2 separate regions of the Mus musculus genome follow, and region 2 is linked to region 1. The links are chromatin contacts, called in public Hi-C maps. All regions are on one chromosome and are shown on one strand. The core of a region is the stretch at or near the end of the contact, and the rest is flanking DNA. Distances in the headings are between cores, read along the strand shown. Region 1 overlaps Hs1bp3 (HCLS1 binding protein 3). Region 2 overlaps Pum2 (pumilio RNA-binding family member 2).

Region 1 (4,687 bases), core at 1,103-3,602:
TCCCTAATGGAAATCGGCTACTCAGTCATCCCAGAATACTTTTGTTCCTTCTTGGCTCAAGCAACGAGCAACTGATATTTTCTGTGCTAGGCATGGTATTGTACTTCCCATGCTGAGCCTCATCTGTTCCTTGCCTGTAAGCATCAGTTGGAGGCGGGGAACGGTACTAGATTGGCACTGAGTTTGAGGGCTTTCTGCTGGGACCTGAGTTCTAGTTCCATCCTTTGGTCGCCAAGGCTCCTGGCTATCTGCATCTTCAGTTTTCTTCAGTAAATGAGCGGGCTCTTGGAAGTACCTGCTTCCTGGAGCAGTCCAGGGAGGATCATCTGATGTGCATAGATGTTAGCATTAGCTGTCGTCATAGACTCTACTTTCAGCAGAACCTGACCACCACGGGCCAGGGCACTGTCCTCAGCACCGTGACAAATGGGTCTTAGGAATTTACTGCTGTCCCCAGTATACAGACAGGAAAGGCCTGCCTGAAACTAGAGCCGCCGAAGAATCGGACAGAGGCGTGTTCAGTGTAATGACATACCAAATGAAGTCCCCCAAATCGGTGCCCGCTCAGCACGGGTCTTCCCCCAGTGTGATATGTGAGCCATGGGCTGCAGAATCTTGAGGTCACCACAGAGGCCTCACACTGGCCAAAGCTGCCCAGGCAGGCACAGCGGCTGCCGCAGGCCCACAGGAATCCGTGGCCTCCCGGTACTCTCCAGCCAGTGAGGGTCTGGTCCCCAAGGGTCAGGCAGTAAGGGTCCCAGGGTGACATGGGGAGACACCTATAATGCCCACCCCTTATCGGCCTCGCCCAGCCCTGGGGCCCTGCCATAAGGCCTTGTTTGCACTCATGCCATCTGTGGTTCTAAGTAACCATGAGTAGTGACAAACTGAAATGGACTTCTGAGGCTGCACCAGCCTTTGGCTGAACAACAGAGTTAGCCAAGTGGCTCCTTTTTTGGGTAGGAAACTGCTCCTGGCTGCCAAGTGCTGCCTTGAATTTCTTTCTCTAGTGGCAGAGTTGCGGGTGGGGACGGGGCGGAGGTCTTAGGTGCCTGACAGCCAGCCTGGGACCACCTGCAGCAAGCTCTGTGCTCTTGGGGGGCCCCTGGCTCCTGGATTCCGGGAACACAGCACCAAGCGGACTCCCCTTCCTGCCAGATTTTTTTTTTAAGGACCCATGTGACACCCAGTTGGTATTATCGGCTCTGTCAGGCATAATAAGTAATGTTTTTCGAGAGCTTTTTCAGTGCCAGGAACTGAGCTAACTGGTGTTTGCTTGGGAGCTCATGCTACCTCTGAGACTTGCACTTCTGAAATGGGCTGTGACCCGCAGTAAGTGCGGTATGCGTCAGGACATGTGTATGTGCTTCGTGTGGGACCAGGCGAGGTACGAGAGCACAGGGAAGCTCGCTGAGTGCACTCCGTGCTCATGGCTCCTCTCGGGCCTCATTTGTGAAAAGATTCATAATGTGCCAAATGGCTTTCTGGGCCCATTGCCGGAGCCGCTTGGGAAAGGGAGCCCTGGAGGCTGACACTGGGCATTGCTTTTGTTTTCTGTGGTAGGACACTGGAGCCTCTGAGAGTCAGATGGCTTGAGCTCGTTCATATAACCCCAAGTGGCAGCACCAGGGCTTGAGGCCACTGCAGGCATCTTTCAGCAATGTGGCAAGAGGTAGGGTGGGGCCCTTACACATAGGGCCATCAAAAGATTCGCCCAAGCGGGGACTCGGCCAAAGCCTGGTGGTGTGGTTTGCTTTCTACCACTGTGATAAAGGCCACGGGTGAAAGCAACTCAGGGAAGAAAGGCTGTCTTTACTTGGCTTACGCTTCAGGTTCATCCCTGAGGGATGAGAGACAAGAACTAAAGCACAGAGCAGGGAAGAACGCTACTCACTGAATTGCACCTCCTGGCTTGCTCGGTTTGCTTTCTTACACAACCCAGGCCCACCTACCCAAAGGTGGCACCGCCCCTGTGGCACCGCCACTGTGGGCTGCGATCTCCCTCCTCAGTCATTAATCAAGAAAATGCCCCACAGACTTCATGAAGGCAATCTGAAGGAGGCTTTTTCTCAGCTGAGGTTCCCTTCTCAGGATACTCTAGCTTGGGTCAAGTCAACATACATACATACATACATACATACATACATACATACATACATACATGAATAAACAAACAAACAAACAAACAAATCCATCTGGTATGTGACAGAGCAGGTCAGGTTTCCCACTCAGACACAAGGGCTGCCCACCTCACCCTTTGGGGCATTCTTCTTATCCTCGAGAGCTTTGTAGTCTGTATTTCCTCAGCAACTCTATACACACATCTCATATTCCCTGCTGTGGCCACAAGGGGGCGCTCGGGCTCCATTTCAGGAGTGTCTGCAAGGGTGGGAGCAGTTGGCACAAAGCGGAGTCTGCCGGGCCTGGCTTTCCTTTGTCTCTTCAACCTGCCTCTGACTAGGGAAAAGTCCGCTGTGTTATACCGTTATGGGGCACAGAAAAGCCCCCACTCTAGCCCATTGAAACAGCATTGCTTCTTATTTTCTGGGTTTTTGGGTTTTTTTGGGTTTTTTTGCTGACCCTGTCCCAGAGCCATCTGGACTCTAGACATAGCGTTCACTTCACCATTCCAATTAATGTTCTGTCTCAGGCGCCTTTCTCTGTCATACATACTTACCGTATTTAACTCGATTTTAGTGTCTGTGTGGCTCTGAGAAAATCGTGCCTTGCACTAGAAACATTTTCAACACAACTCAAAACTACCCAGGTCCTAGGGACTGATTGGCGAGAGTCCCTTCCCTCCCAGGAGCAGGGATATTTCCTGCAGCCTTCGCTTCTCTACTTCTCCCTGAACAAAGGGATTGTTTCGTGTCTGTGCCTCCACAGTTTGGAATGGTCTCTCTCCAGACTCTGAGCCAGTCCCTCAGCCCAGTCACTGCAAACTGCACTGTGAGCCCCGGCTTGTGGTACCTTTCATGGGCTTTTGTTGTGGTGGGCTATAATGTGAGGAACTTCACGGGTCCGGAGTCATCATTCCATAGAACTTTTCATCTAAATAATAGCCTCAGAACAAGGCCCCTGAAGGTTCTGCAGGGGACAGTATGATAAAAGCTCTTTGGGGCTACACATTTACCCTGTTGAAGGTCCCTCTTCTCTTCCACCCCTCCTGCTACTTCTCCAGCCTGCTTGCTGGTGACAGAGAACACAGCTGGCTCTTTTCCCTGCCTGTGAGACTGGTTTCTCAGGCTCTCAAAGAGAGGGGAGAGCCTGGCACCCAAGTGGAGAAGGCCTTTCCTTGGATACTGTTTTATCATTAGTTTTATATAAATTTAGTTTCATTTTTTCCATGAAGCAGCCACTTCTGTTGAACCTAAAAATGGCTTTTTGTATTTAGATGAAATTTCTGCTCTGGGATGACCCTCCAGTTTTTGCCCGTAGACACCCACCCACCCACCACCCGCTAGTCCTCCTGGATTTGCAAACCCAGCATCTAGAATCTCTGGGGCCTTGCCCCCTCCTGCCTCCAAGCAACTGTGGAATGCCTTCCTTGGGTGCCTCTTGCTAAGTAAATAACAATATTCTCAACTCCTGTCCTGGATTCTGAGCCAGGAGAGGAAGCCTTTGCTGGATACTCCGTTGCAGCAGAGAGCAGTTAGGGGCTGTGTTTCAGCCTGGAACCAGGTGGGGATACAGATTCCCAGGCCCCCTCGGCCCTGCGTGGAACCATGGCCTCTCAGTGAGTCTGTGTGTGCGAGTCATGCTGATACTCCAGGCACTAAAGTATGCAGAAGTCTGAGAGATGCCCTACACAGTGCACAGGTGAACAGGGATCCCCAGTCCTCCTAGTCTCCCCACCCCTGCTCCCCTTGACACTCTCTCTCTCTCTCTCTCTCTCTCTCTCTGCTGTCTGTCTTTACTGCAGTGGTTCTCTGAGGACCGGATACCATAGTGGAGCTCCCTAGGAGAGTCACCATGGTCCCACGTCATGGCTAGCCCCAAAGTAGGAAGGGAGACTGAGTCAAAACATTCAGCCACACTTACCAAGGGGTACAGTTATCTCTGCTGTGTTTCCCATCCAGGTACCTTTGCTCCTGGCCCAGCCTCAGTGAAGGGACTCTGGGGACTATGGTTAGCACGGTGGTTTCTGTCCTTTTTATTTGATTAGCAAAGGCTTCAAGAGGTTCACGAGGAAAGCCTCACACAGACCCCTAATGCAACGACCATACCCAAGTAGAATTGTCTTCATTTGAACAGGCATGGAAACTAGATCTTTGTCCTCTAAAGTGGCCCTAGATAACTTTAGAAGAGTCTGGGGCCTCTTGTAGCATCGCTCGAAAGCCATCGGGGAGGCTGGAACTCCAGGATGTATGGTCACCCCCAAAGGGATTCAAGGGTTCAGCATTCCCATCCCAGCTCTGAAGTGGGCCGAGGGCAGTTTGCTGACTCCAAGCTGTGGCGTCTTCAGGTATGGAACAGTTAGGGTTTCCGAAGCAAAGGGACCTCCAGTGGGGTGGAGGAGTGGGGGCTGTCTAGCGTTTCAGAACTTTTACACTTCCCACCAAAGCCCCCAAGGGTCTAGGCCCAAGAGTCCAAAAGGAAGAATGCAGAGTTCTTGGTAAAATGTTGTAACTAGTTTGTACTCATCCTGAGGCCTTCATGCGTCTTTCACTTCAGATGAACTATAGAG
Region 2 (4,687 bases), core at 976-3,475, 430 kb after region 1:
CCTCACCCTTCCCTTTGGATGCCCCGGCAGCTGTCACTCGGCTCAGAAAAGTGGCAAGTCCTAGAGAAAGTTATTTGGAACTGAATCCTCCTCTAGCAGTCCTGATTCATACTTCCCAGTGCTGACAACCCAGTCCTCCTGATACTTTTAGGCATATTCTAGAAAAAACCTGTTCGTGTAGAAAATTTATGATCTGCCAGTTTTGGTGCCCACCCTGATTCCACCTTCTAGTATGTTGGCATGGAACTTTAGAAAAATCTGACAATACAGAATAAAGACATCTGATTGGGCAGAATCCACTTAGGCTTTAATTCTTGAGTAGTCTCTTTTTGATGTAGATTGTTTCTGGACCAGTTTGTCTAAGTCCTGGCTCTTATTGGCTCAAATGAAATGTTATCTTCACTTTGTATATTATGTATAAATTAGAAAATGAAACGTGTGAATAACATTGTATGAAATAAACCTGGTCTTGTGTTTTTCTCTAGATAAAATATCCCTCTATATCTCTGTCAAGAGTGCCTGATTACATCACTTCACACACACACACACACACACACGCACACACGCACGCACGCACGCACGCACGCACACACACACACACGTGTGGCTTGCTTTCTGCATAAACTTGGGACTGTTCTAGGAAAATGTATATTGGGTTCAAACCTGAGTTTAAGACTTACCTTACTATTTCCAGACTTTGGCTGTCAACAGCCTGGGTGCCCTAGTGAACTAAAGATTTACTTAGGTGTTTTATGTATATGAGTGTTCCGTCTGCACGTAGATCTGCATGGCAGAAGAGGGCATCAGATCACATTACAGATTGTTGTGAGCCCCCATGTGGTTGCTGGGAGTTGAATTCAGGGCCTTACTTGCTGAACCATCGCTGCAGCCCCGGAGTTTGATTCTTTTATGATTATTAGTCGGGTTTTGTGTGTGTGTGTTGTTTTTTGTTGTTGTTGTTGTTGTCTGTTTGTTTGTGGAAGGTTTTGATTTTTCAAGACAGAGTTTTCACTGTATAGCTCTTGGCTGTCATGGAACTCTCTGTAAACCAAGTTGGCTTCATAGAGCCCCTCTAGTGCTAGAATTAAAGGCATGTGCCACTCTTAAGTTTTTGTTCCTTCCGTAGGTGGGAAAAGGAAACACCATAATCCAATATTGCTTATCTTTCTCTGACTTCAGTTGTTTAGTTTTATCTTGGTTTGATCATTGCTATGAAAGCAGTTTTTTGGGAAAGGTGAAACTCTTGGAATTATCATGCCCAAGAAAGGGCCTGAGTCATCTCTGTCCTCAGGATGTTGTTTGTTTGTTTGTTTGAGCAGAGAGGGTAAGGAACTCAGAGGAACACTGTTCATTGTCTGCTCTTCCTCCACAACTCGCCCAGGCCTGGGGTAAGGCTTCTGGAATGAGTCTGGTGCTCTAGACCTAGAAGTCAGGAGGATGAGAGGCTGCAGTGTTCAAGGTGTGGTACAGAAGGAAGTAGAGGTCTGTCCTTTGGTCTTTAAGTTAAAGGCCCAACTACTTTCTAAGTCCTAAATGTCTTGTAGATTCTATACATAGGTTTTAAGTTTAAATGGTCAGCATGAGTTAGGGATAACAGTTCAGTGATGTGCAACTCTTGGACCAACATCGATCTGGCCTTTGGTCATCTCCAGCAACACAGGAGCACATCTAAGAGGCAGGCTTCCTAGTTATAGTAGGAACCTGGCAGTTTTGCTGTTAAAGAGCCAGCTGATGAAGAGTGCTTGGTGCTCTGACCGGTCAGTTCAGTTTTCATTATCTACCCTAGGTGGCTTATGACCTCCTGAAACTCCAGTTCCAATGCCCCCTGACTTCCCTGAGCACCCACACCCACATGGTACACATACATATATTTGTTGTGCTAGCTCAGCCAATTGGTAAGTCTGAGCATGTACCATCAAAATTGGGTTTGCCCAAAGGAAGCCACAGTAATTCAGAAGAACTGGTAATTTAGCTTTATAGCAAGGAAAGTGGAAATAAGGAAAATTTGCCCACTGGCATAAACCACTCCTTCCTAGTATCTCTGGACTTGATGGGAACAGAAGTCCAATAGGTGTCTGTCTGTCTGTCTGCCTGTGTCTGTGTGGAGGTATCCTGCCAATCAGCCTTTCTCAGAAAAGAAATGCCAGTAGTCTTACCTCTGCTGTATGAAGCACATGCTGCAGTAATTCCTGAACATGCTGGCAAGTCAATGTAGTTTTCTAGCGTTCTGGAAGTGTGCCTAGGGCTCTCTAAAGATAGCCACTGCTGTGGCTGTGAGAACAGTGATCAGGGCGACAAGGAAGGGTTTCTTTGGGCCGAATGTACCCAGTGGGTTAAGAGTCTGTCACCTTCACAGCTAGGAAGCATGGCAGGAAGCACCAGGCATGGTGGCAGAAACAGTTGGGAGCTCTCATCTCAGAACCCAAAACGGGGAGCAAGCAGAAAAGTCTTTAAGCTCTCAAACAGCCGTCCCCACTGACATACTTCCTACAGCAAGGACATACCTAAGGTTCCCCAAACAGACATGAACTGAGAACCAAGCAAGCATTCAAATGCTAGAAAACGGGTGGGGGTGGCATTTGTCATTGAAACCACATTCTATTCCCTGACTCCTATAGTCCCATGACTATATAAAACAAAAATGCATTTTGTTTGTCTAAGTCTGCATCATGATCAGTGGTGTACCTGTTTGAATATTGGGTCTCACCAGTTTATGGCCACCCGGAACCTGTAAATGCAACCTAACTTGGTAACAGGTCTTTGTAGTGAAGTCACTCTGTGCCCTAAATCCAGTATGGCTAAAGTTCTAAGCAGGAATTTGGCCAGGTGGTACCTACTCTTTGGTCTGTTCTAGCTGAGAGATTCTGATCTTTCCAGCAGACACCAACCTCCAGAACCTAGAGCTGCTCTTAGCATCCTGGCTTGTGATTTTGCCATACATTTCCCTCCAAATCATAACGTCCCCTCCCAGCTCACACCTCAATCAGGTGTTTTCCCAGGGAAGCAGCTGCTTCAGAATGAAAGGCACTTTGGGAGGGCAGTGACATCCCTCCCGTTCCATTCCTTGTATTTCCTCCTCTCCTGGCTGCCTCACACTCAGGGTGTCAGTCTGACAGCATGAAGTTCAGTACCGGAGCAGCACACATGCCTCCGTGTACATGAATTTAAAGAGCCTTACCATAGGACCCCCCAGTCCTACTCCTTGGGATCTACCCCTCCACACACCGAATACATAACACATGACCCCATCAAAAGGTGGCATGAAGTGGTTGTAGCAGCTCTAAGAGACTGCATCGGAACTGTCACCCAAAGGCTCACATGGAGCTGCATCCTCCCAATAGTGAAAGTATTGGCAGGCGAGGGAGCCGCGGGGGAGGGGGCGGTTTACCCTACTGGAAGTGTGCTGTCCTTCCAAGGGGATTGTGGGATCCTAGGTTCTTCCCTTCTTCTGTCTCCTGACTACAGCAAGGAGGCAGTTTTGTCACTCAGTGTCACCAAGACATGTTACATCTCTACTGCTTGAAAGCAACAGGGCCAGTCATGGCTGCAAACTATTCTTACAAAGTATTGTTAGTGATTTGTTGACAGGAATGGAGAGCTGACGTGACCATATCCATAATTGCCACAAATTCAAACCAACCTAAAGGTGAAATACTGTTCAGTAATTATCTTTGTTCTCCATTGCTGAGATAAATTATAACCAAAAGCAACTTGGGAAGGAAGGGTTTATTTGGCTTACACATCCTAAACACAGTCACATCAGAGCGAGAACTCAGAGCAGCAGGAACCTTTGCTTTCACAGTTTGTTCAATTTCCTTTTTAACACACCCAGAATCACCTGCCTAGAGTGTTAGCCCCACCCACAGTGAGCTGTGTCTTCCCACTGCAATCATTACTTTTAAAAAAAATGCCTCAGAAAAACAAACAAAAAAGTTGGGTGGTGGTGGCGCACACCTTTAATCCCAGCACTCGGGAGGCAGAGGCAGGCGGATTTCTGAGTTCGAGGCCAGCCTTGTCTACAAAGTGAGTTCCAGGACAGCCAGGGCTATACAGAGAAACCCTGTCTCGGGGGAAAAAACAAAACAAAACAAACAAAAAACCACCACCAAAAAAAAAATGCCTCACAAACTTAAAGGCGACTTGATTGAAGGCATTGTCTCAATTGAGTTTCCTTTTCCTAAGATGGCTGTAGCCTCTGTCAGAGATTGACAAACACACACACACACACACACACAAACTGACAAGCACAACTAACTACCAAGAACAATCCTAGAGGAAACCAAGGCTTGTGACTAAGAATGTATCCGTGTTATCACAACTAAAGCAGATGTACCACATCAGTCATTGCAGGGTGGAACAGGAGAAAGTGCTTGTTCAGGAGGGGAGGGAAGGGGGCAAAGGGAATGCAAAGGGAGAGATGGGGTGTGGGGGGAGAGGGGAAGAAGAGGAACGGAGGGAGGAAGGGGTCGGACCCCGACAGGCCTTTTCCAGGTGAGTTTCTGGTCCCATCCACAGGCGTCTATCCCCTCCCTAGGATACTCGGCTGGGAGTGTTAAGTAGGGAATATTCTGCCCCAGGTCTTTGAAGCCCATATGAGGAAATATTCACTCTAGCTTGGCGTTTAAGGCCCTTCACCCAGCTGTAGCCAGTGTCCCATCAGCCCTACCTGCTCCTGAATATTTGGGAA

Evidence for each region. Hi-C and Micro-C count contacts between places; a contact is called where the count stands out from the background.
Region 2: a Hi-C map of cortical neurons shows a contact between it and region 1, with 3 times the contacts expected there. The contact joins two enhancer-like sites. A contact is called at or near these places in 11 of 484 Hi-C or Micro-C datasets (the Ba/F3 cell line, the G1E-ER4 cell line, the HL-1 cell line and 6 more) and 2 of 115 datasets of contacts at active chromatin or transcription factors (astrocytes and embryonic stem cells).

What each region holds. Positions count from the first base shown.
Region 1 is chr12:8,324,654-8,329,340 of GRCm38.p6, forward strand. The region is part of intron 4 of Hs1bp3 (HCLS1 binding protein 3); the gene reads left to right. Among named protein-coding and RNA genes, the nearest start is that of Hs1bp3, 14 kb to the left of the region's middle. Within about 2 kb of position 2,353, at least 103 of the 459 cell types and tissues checked have an H3K27ac peak or open chromatin away from gene starts, as enhancers often do. A contact at or near this core is called in cortical neurons, where this site is marked.
Region 2 is chr12:8,752,071-8,756,757 of GRCm38.p6, forward strand. It overlaps Pum2 (pumilio RNA-binding family member 2), which reads left to right. Exons shown (of 21, transcript NM_001160220.1): 21 at 1-513. Among named protein-coding and RNA genes, the nearest start is that of Gm4755, 17 kb to the right of the region's middle. Within about 2 kb of position 2,226, at least 10 of the 459 cell types and tissues checked have an H3K27ac peak or open chromatin away from gene starts, as enhancers often do. A contact at or near this core is called in cortical neurons, where this site is marked.